Regions from separate parts of the Gossypium hirsutum genome. Here region 2 is linked to region 1. Evidence: chromatin contacts called from public Hi-C data. All regions are on one chromosome and are shown on one strand. The core of a region is the stretch at or near the end of the contact, and the rest is flanking DNA. Distances in the headings are between cores, read along the strand shown.

Region 1 (4,013 bases), core at 771-3,270:
TTATATCTTCAAGCTATCTTAGCCCAAGATGAGATTCAAAATAAGGTCAAAGTACAAGGATTCAAATTGCATTTTGACGTTTCATTCTACATTAGATTAAAGAGTAAATTGATCTTTTTATTAAAAAATTTATCCATTTGTACCATTAAAAGTTAGCGTAGTTGAGAGAATAATTAGATACTGACACGTGGCATGTCACAAGTACCTCATATTGACGTATAATAACTTATTTTTAAAAGTAAAAAATGATGAAACTTTTAACAAAATGATAAGTTTGCTCTTTTATCTAGCAGACAATGATTAATTTCCTATTTCTTGAGTTAATGAATAAAATATAATCTGACTTTTAATACAATGGCCTTTATAATATTTTTAGAACGATGAAATATTAAAATGAGTATGTAAATTAATAAGTTGAGAATAATTGGAAAGAGTATAAAATCCATTGTATATTTGCAATGTTAAAATAGAAAATTTTTTATTGAAGCTTTTTATAATTTATAAAATTTTAAATTAATAATAATAAAATTATATTTTTTTTATCTTTAAAAATAATAAAAATAAAATCTATTAAAATAATAAAATTATATTTTTTATATGATAACAATATATAATTTAATTCCGACAAAAATAAAATAAAATTCTAAGTTGGCGACCTGATATTCGGAGGTTAAAGCAAGGTTCAGAATGCTTTCTAACCGTACAATCAATGAACAACAAAAGTTGTTAATTGATAGATACAGAATTAAATCAGTAAGAGGGTATGATAGTATAAACCCAACCACATGCGTCCTTGTCATTAAAACAAGTGATCTTCATCACCCAATTCATCTCAGCCTTTCACTATGAAAAACCTCCCCATTCCCCATTACTCCAAAGTCCAAATATCCCCTATGTTACCACTCATATACAATCATGTCCATTCATCATCAACACTTTTGCCACTCGCCTTGACCAGGATTCCCCACAGCCGTTGGATCTCTCCGAATATATCATCACTGGGAAGCTGAAACCTGCAGCACGGGCAAGTGTTCCTCTTCTTCACCCATGGCAATATGCACATCCAATGGAACAAATGCTGGCAGGGGAACTTACACACGTCTCTCCCTTCTCTCATCTCCTCTTTGCATATCACGCACTCAATCCCACCCCCTCTCACCTCCACCGCCGGCAACGCCACCACCGCCGCCGGTGACGCCGCCACCTCCTTCCCTTCCTTCCCATCACAACCCATTATCCCCACAAGCCTTTTGCACCTCGTCACCATTTCGATGTACGGGATCAAAGCAGCACCGTCGAAGATGCCGGTGATGCCGGTGATCTTTAACGTGGTGTTAGAGCATATACTAGTTAACACTAGGCGCCATTCATCGTGAGGTCTCTCGAGCGCTTGGGGGTTATCATGGTATGCTTCACACAGGAACAGTAGGAGGAGCACGGCGTCAAGGTCGCGCTGGTTTATAGCTGTGGAAGGGTTTGGCAGCCGCAGTGGTGGAGGCTGGAAGTGACGCGTGAGGTGGTGGAGGGAAAAGAGGAGGTGGCGGGCAATGAGAAGGGTCTTTTGGGGGAGTGAGAGAGTGTGGAGGCGGTGGAGGGTAAGAAAGAAGAGACAAGGGGAGGAGAGGAGGTGGCAAAGACGGCGGCGGTGGTGGAAAGAGAGGGAGAAGATGGAGTAGCTGAGATCTGAAAGCTGAGAAGGACGGAGGGTGGAGATTGCCGCCATAATTGTCGTCTCTTCTTCCATCATCATATGGGATCGTGTGTTTTGGAAACTTTCTCTTTAGAAATGCGTGGGAGTTTTGATTACTGCGGCTTTTATGTCAAAGTTTTGGCCCATTACTTCCTTTTTTATAGGATAAATAATTTTATATTAAAAGAAGTTTTATTAAATCCAAAAAATTTATAATAATTTATTATTAATTATTATTATTTATATAATTTGTACTTCTAAATTAATCAGTGAATAATACACCCTTAAACGTAGTTACATCTTTTTAATTATTATAATAATGATATTAATTCATCTAAATTTATCACAAATAATTGAATATGTGTTGTCAGTCCATATAGGCATCAGAGTCAATTTCAACTCTATTCTTGCTCTAATTTCTAGATTTTAAGATTTCATATCCTCAAATTCATTTTATTACATTTATGAGAAATTTAATGATAGGAATGTTAAGGAGAAGAAAAAAAATGAAGGAGACTCAATAATTAATATACCAATTACAAAGAAAATTGGACAAAATGGGATCTATAGATGGAGATTTGATTGAACATTAATTGGTTTGGGTAAGCATGTGTGTGTTTGGTACCAAAGGGGATGCTTGAATAGCTAAGAATGTAGGGTTTTTTGTCCTAAAGTTAATGTCTTGTTAAAACATCATCGACATCCCCATTTCTTTTCATTATCTCTTACAACTTTGATGAGAAAAGAAAAAAAAGAAAATCTTGACCCATCCCATATCATTCAACTCCATCCTATTGTCTATTGCAAGCCAACGTCTTTTTTATATGAAAGTGGTCATAATTTTGGAATAAGAGGAAACAAACTGTATACTATATGAATCAACTTTATTAAATGTTGGTTTTTTTCAATTATAATTGAAAAACTCAAATTAATGGTTAAATTGGTTGGATCTTTGATTCTTGGTATTGAATCAATTAATATAATCATCTCAAAAAAAAAACTCATAAAAAGAAATATACTTTTTTAAAAAAATCTAAAATTAGCAAAAAAAAAATGTTTTTATTTTAGTCGGTTCTTATATGATTGAATCGCTAAATCTATTGATTTTCTGTTCAATCGGACTAAATTTTACGACCTTGATCTTAGCTTGCAAACAAAGAAATTAATCCAGTTCTTACGTGGGAAATGACTCCATTTTCTCATTCTTCAATGCCTCGGGGGAAAATGTCATAGAAATTCACTTAGATGAAAATTGGAGCAATGTTACCATTTGCTTACTAAAAACTCTTAAAATAGTCTTGAGATTCCCTGGAGGGACCAAAGGAAAGATGATACAATATAATACTAATTGTCAACAAAATTTTGTATAATATGATAGAATGCTTCAACTGCAAGTTGAGGGTTTTCCTCTAGCAAGATTGTGATAATTAAAGGACTGTGATTGTCTTAAAGTAGCAAAAGTTAAAATTTGCAAGTGTAAAGCAAATTTAAAAGATTTTAATTGGGGAGTGCCTCTTCACTTTAGCCGAGATTTAGTGTACCAAAATTCTGCTGGGAATTAAAAGAGAAATGAGCATAAAATAGGATCCAATGTCCTCAACATACTACTCATTGCCACACATAACCATCATCAAGGGATCATTCAAGCTTTATTAGTGGTTAAGTGATGGCATAAAAAATCACCTAGAGTTGCGTTAACGTAAGCAGGCATGTTTGAAAGTCTTACAGCGGTGGGTCTAAAACCCACACACTTGTATTTCCCATACGGTTTCAAAACCAACATACAGCAATATCCCATTTAGTTTATTACAAACCATGTACCATCTTTCTCCAGCTTTCAACTATGACCTTCCACTCCCAAAGTAACATCACTCGATAGGCTCCTGTGTCCACACTTGAGCGTTTCCAGAAATTATTTCTTGGCCTCTTCTCACCCATAAAGAAGGTGATATGGATGAAAACATTTTTAAGTGGAAGGCTTTAATTGGCGAGAAGTATTTATGATGTGGTGGAAAAGATTTATAAAATAATTTTTTTATTTTTTATACTCAAAGGTTTTTCTTTTCATAATAATGGAATATAAGTTTTTGAAGGAATAATATTTTTATAGATCAATAATTTATGTTATTTAACATTTTTATATGTTTATGTCATTACATATATTTTCAGTCATTTTTTTGGTATATTTATTCATATTTATAATATATTTAATTTTAGTATCACAAGTTAATTATACACTAACTCAATTAAAAATTGGCTAGAAAACTACTATTAAAAAGTAAGTGGTATGAATATCTTATTAAGTAGATGTCCATCAAAACCA
Region 2 (4,349 bases), core at 406-2,905, 240 kb after region 1:
ATAGGACACATCAAGCCTATAGTAGCATCGGTCCACAAGATGCCCTTGCTTGCCACACAACTGACATTGAAACTGAGAGTTTGAAGAACGTGCACGTCCACGACCCCGAGTATTGGAGGAGGGGCGATAAGTCGGTGTAGGTTCAGGAACACTTGAAGGTTGATGCGTCACCACATTAGCCGAACTAGGAATCTCAGACACAAGATCTTGCAATTGGGCTTCAGCATCAAGAAGCATTGTAGTCACCCCCTGAGCGTTGTAAGGAACTGGGCTGGCTGTGATGATCGTAACAACAGACTCATATTCAGGTGGCAGACCATCGAGTATAGCTGTGACATGCTCATGGTCACTGATGACTTCTCCGCAACTTGCAAGATTAGCACAAAACCCCTTAATCTTGACCAAGAACTCTCTCATAGACAGATTACCCTTGCGTTGAGAGTGCAAGGCACGCCTATAAAACATTAACCTAGACGTAGTTTTACTGCCATATAGAGCAACAATGGCATTCCAGATTTGGGCACTAGTGTCCATACCAATAAGATGAGGAAGAACAGTTGGACTTACAAAGGACAGAAGCCAAGAAGCAAGAGTACTGTCCTGCTGCTCAAATCGAGCAAACTCTAAGTTCTCATGAAACACACCATCAGCATAAGGAATTAGCGAAGAAGGAGGAACCGTACCAGTGTCCAAGAACCGTTGAAGCTTGTATGTCTTGACGGCCAAAAGAACCTGTTGGCGCCATAGTAAGTAGTTAGTATCATCAAGAAGTACGCTTATTTTCTTGGTAGCAAAAAATCGGCTATCGACAACACCATCTGTAAGACTAGATGTCATGGCCGGTGTAGCAGAATGAGCAGCTGACGGACTGCGACATGGATAAACGAAGGAGAAAAGAGAAAAAAAAATTCTTGAGATCAACTGGCTCTTGATACCATGTTAAGCTAAGTAAAGAATACAATCAAGAGAATATCATCTTATTACTGGATTCATGAACAGAGTAGATACATGCTATTATATACTAGAATAAGCATGCTAACCATGCAAGTTAACTACTAACAAACTAACAGTTAACTCGTTATTAACAGTGGAACTACTAACAGACTAACTAACTTTTATTAGTTATGCTAACATAAGGAAGAAAAAAAAAAGGAGGAATGATGGACGTAGGGGATGGCATGAAGGGGAAGAAGATGATGAGTAATGGAGGTTAAAAAAAACAAAAGTAAAAAGTGATGATGTGGTGTGCATGATTATGTGTAAAATAAAAATTTTCTCTAATAACAATGACCAAATTGTAAGAATTTTTGTGTGTGACCAAATTAAAAACATCTTAAAAATTAGGTGATCAATTAAAGAATTTACCCTTAAATTAAACATGTTAATATAATTTTTTTCAAAATTTTAATCAATAGTTTTCCACTTACACCAAGAAAATAACATTTAATTGGAGCCATGAAATGGGGCGGGGATTACTTCACTTAGGCATCGGGTTTGCAGCCCAATGGTGCAATACGCATTTGGGGTAGGCCTGGGTGATGGCTGATGGATTCGGTGAGTCTGCGTACGTCCACAAATAAAATGAGTAAAATTTGGATCATATGATTACGTTCCCTTTTAAGCAAAACGACCCATCCCTCCCCCCCCCCCCCCCCACCCCCTCTCTCTCACTCTATCTTCATTCCTTCTCAAGCTCTCTCGTCCCTCTCCATTTACGTTTGGTGCTAAAAACCAGTGAATCATTGAAACGTCTTCCAGCCTTCCACCTTCTACATTCGTTTTCAACCTCTCCATTAAATGAAAAAATCCAAAAGGACAAACAAATTATTCTAAAGGCTCCTTCATTTCTCCCCTTCTAGAAAGAACAAGAAAACCAAGAAATAAAAAAGCCATGAAACAGTTGCACAAGCAATCTAGCATGAACCATAGGCGGGATGAGGAGACCCCATCAACACAAACGCCTCCTTATTCACCCAAATCCTTAAAACACCCCAAATCTATCCCTAGATCCATTAACTATCTCTTCAAAGAACAACGCCTTCTTTTTATCCTCATCGGCATTTTGATTGGTTCCACCTTTTTCATCCTACAACCCAGTTTGTCTCGTTTGGGTCCCACCGATGCCCGTTCCCCTATACGCAGATCTTTCTCCAAGGACAACATCGTCTCCTCCGACGTCTCTGTTGTTTCCGATAACCACGACTCCTCGGCTTCCTTTTCATCCGGTACGAACAGGGCCGTTTATGGAAAGGTGGGGCGGGTACCTGTTGGGATTGGACGGCGGAGAATGAGGGTCGTGGTCACGGGAGGGGCTGGGTTCGTTGGCAGTCATCTTGTTGATAAGCTAATTGCTAGAGGCGATGAGGTGATTGTTCTTGATAATTTCTTCACTGGGAGGAAAGACAATTTGGTTCATCTTTTCGGGAATCCCATGTTCGAACTCATTCGACACGACGTGGTTGAGCCAATTCTCTTAGAAGTGGATCAGATCTATCATTTAGCTTGCCCTGCGTCTCCCGTTCATTATAAATACAATCCTGTCAAGACTATCATATCCTTTGCCATTGTTTATGCCAATTTCGGTTTACCATATTTATTTTTCTGGATTTTAATGCTGTTTCTGTCATGTTTATGTCAATTTGAGATCCTTTGACTTAGTGAATTTACAAGACAAATGTGATGGGTACTCTTAATATGTTGGGGCTTGCAAAGAGAGTTGGGGCTAGGTTTTTGCTGACAAGCACGAGTGAGGTTTATGGCGATCCGCTTCAGCATCCACAGAAAGAGACCTATTGGGGAAATGTCAATCCAATTGGTAAAGTAGCTAGTGCTACAAGCGTACAACAATTATTTGTTTTGGTTGCTTGTTTTTCTGTTCATGTCGTCTAATGTTATTGTTTGGCTTAATCTGGTTAGGCGAGAGGAGTTGCTATGATGAAGGGAAAAGGACAGCTGAAACCTTAGCTATGGATTATCATCGAGGTGCCGGTGTCGAGGTATGGTTTTCTTGATTTACTTGTAGGTTGAATACTGTTGGCATGCTTGATTTATGTACAATACATATAACAGGGTATCGAGCACCTCTCTAGAAATGATCTTCTTCTAATATTTATAGCTATCATGTTCTAATATCTTTTACCCACATCCTGGAATCTTTGTAAGTACTGTTTAGCATGCATTTATTCTCAAGCATTATGTAGAGATTACTTAGGAGTAAGTATTATAACCTTTTATGCTTAATGTGGGTGAGAATTGTGATAGGTTAGTCGGTTTATAGATCCAAGTAGTGGCTTATTTGTGCTTCTGCTTCCTTAACCAGTCAACAATAGAAAAGGTTGGAGCTGATTTTACACTTTTATTTTAGTAATATGCTAAAAGAAACTATTACTAAACTGAGGTTGAGAACTGCTGTGTAAATGTGCTTTTAAAAAGTTTGAAGAAGATAAAATGTTCATTTTAGACAATATTATATATGGAATATCTAAACTTACTTTATAATAAAAGTATTAAACAAATAATTCATTAAGTAATTAATATTATAATATATGAAACATATGGAATGCATAAACTCAAATTTATTAATATTTTCATATATGAAATATGAATACTTAAATTATAATAAAAATTATAACTGACTCAAAGGTAAAATATCCTTATTTTCACATGTCTATTATTATTATTACAACTACTACTAGTACTACTGTACCATGTTATTACTATTTTGATATTAACAAATATTCAACTTAGAATATAATACAAATATTATAAAATAATTTACGGTAACTCATTGTTAATACAATGATATATGTAATATAAGTTTTAAATGCTTTTTAAGTAATTGATATAAATTGTTTGTAAAAATTAATTTGAATATATAAATCATATTTATATTTTACCATTAGTATTAATGAGGGTCAAATTTATAATTTGACACCCAAACTGACTTTTGAAAAGCTTTTGTTTGGCTTGGAAAACTATTTGTTTACAATTACTTTTGGCTTAAAAATTTGGTTTCACTTAAAAAGCACTTTTGAAACATACTGATAAACTAGCCCTATATAGTTTACGGATTCTTTTTTAGTAATGTGCTAAACGAATGTGTCAATGCGTTCAGAATGTATATAAGAGAACATACAACAGTAGTGAATCATCAATATTCTGGAGGTCCTATTTTGGTCAATTAATTGGAGCATTGAAGTGATCATCCTCATCCTTGGTCAAAACCCAAAAGATTAACTTCTATTGATAATGACTTTGAACCTACATCTTGTACAATTTAATGCCTTGTGGCTCCTGTGTACTGTACAAGTGTTAGGTGCGGTGGTAAAGTACATTGCACTCCCAACAAG

What was found. Hi-C and Micro-C count contacts between places; a contact is called where the count stands out from the background.
Region 2: a Hi-C map of leaf shows a contact between it and region 1, with 2.3 times the contacts expected there. The contact joins the promoter of LOC107899272 here to the promoter of LOC107948346 in region 1. A contact is called at or near these places in 2 of 34 Hi-C or Micro-C datasets (both in leaf).

What each region holds. Positions count from the first base shown.
Region 1 is chrA04:69,731,547-69,735,559 of Gossypium_hirsutum_v2.1, forward strand. It overlaps LOC107948346 (E3 ubiquitin-protein ligase SGR9, amyloplastic), which reads right to left and starts at 2,021. Exons shown (of 1, transcript XM_016882855.2): 1 at 553-2,021. The coding sequence starts at 1,750. The coding sequence ends at 914.
Region 2 is chrA04:69,971,671-69,976,019 of Gossypium_hirsutum_v2.1, forward strand. It overlaps LOC107899272 (UDP-glucuronic acid decarboxylase 1), which reads left to right and starts at 1,656. Exons shown (of 7, transcript XM_016824942.2): 1 at 1,656-2,551; 2 at 2,668-2,815; 3 at 2,917-2,996. The coding sequence starts at 1,892.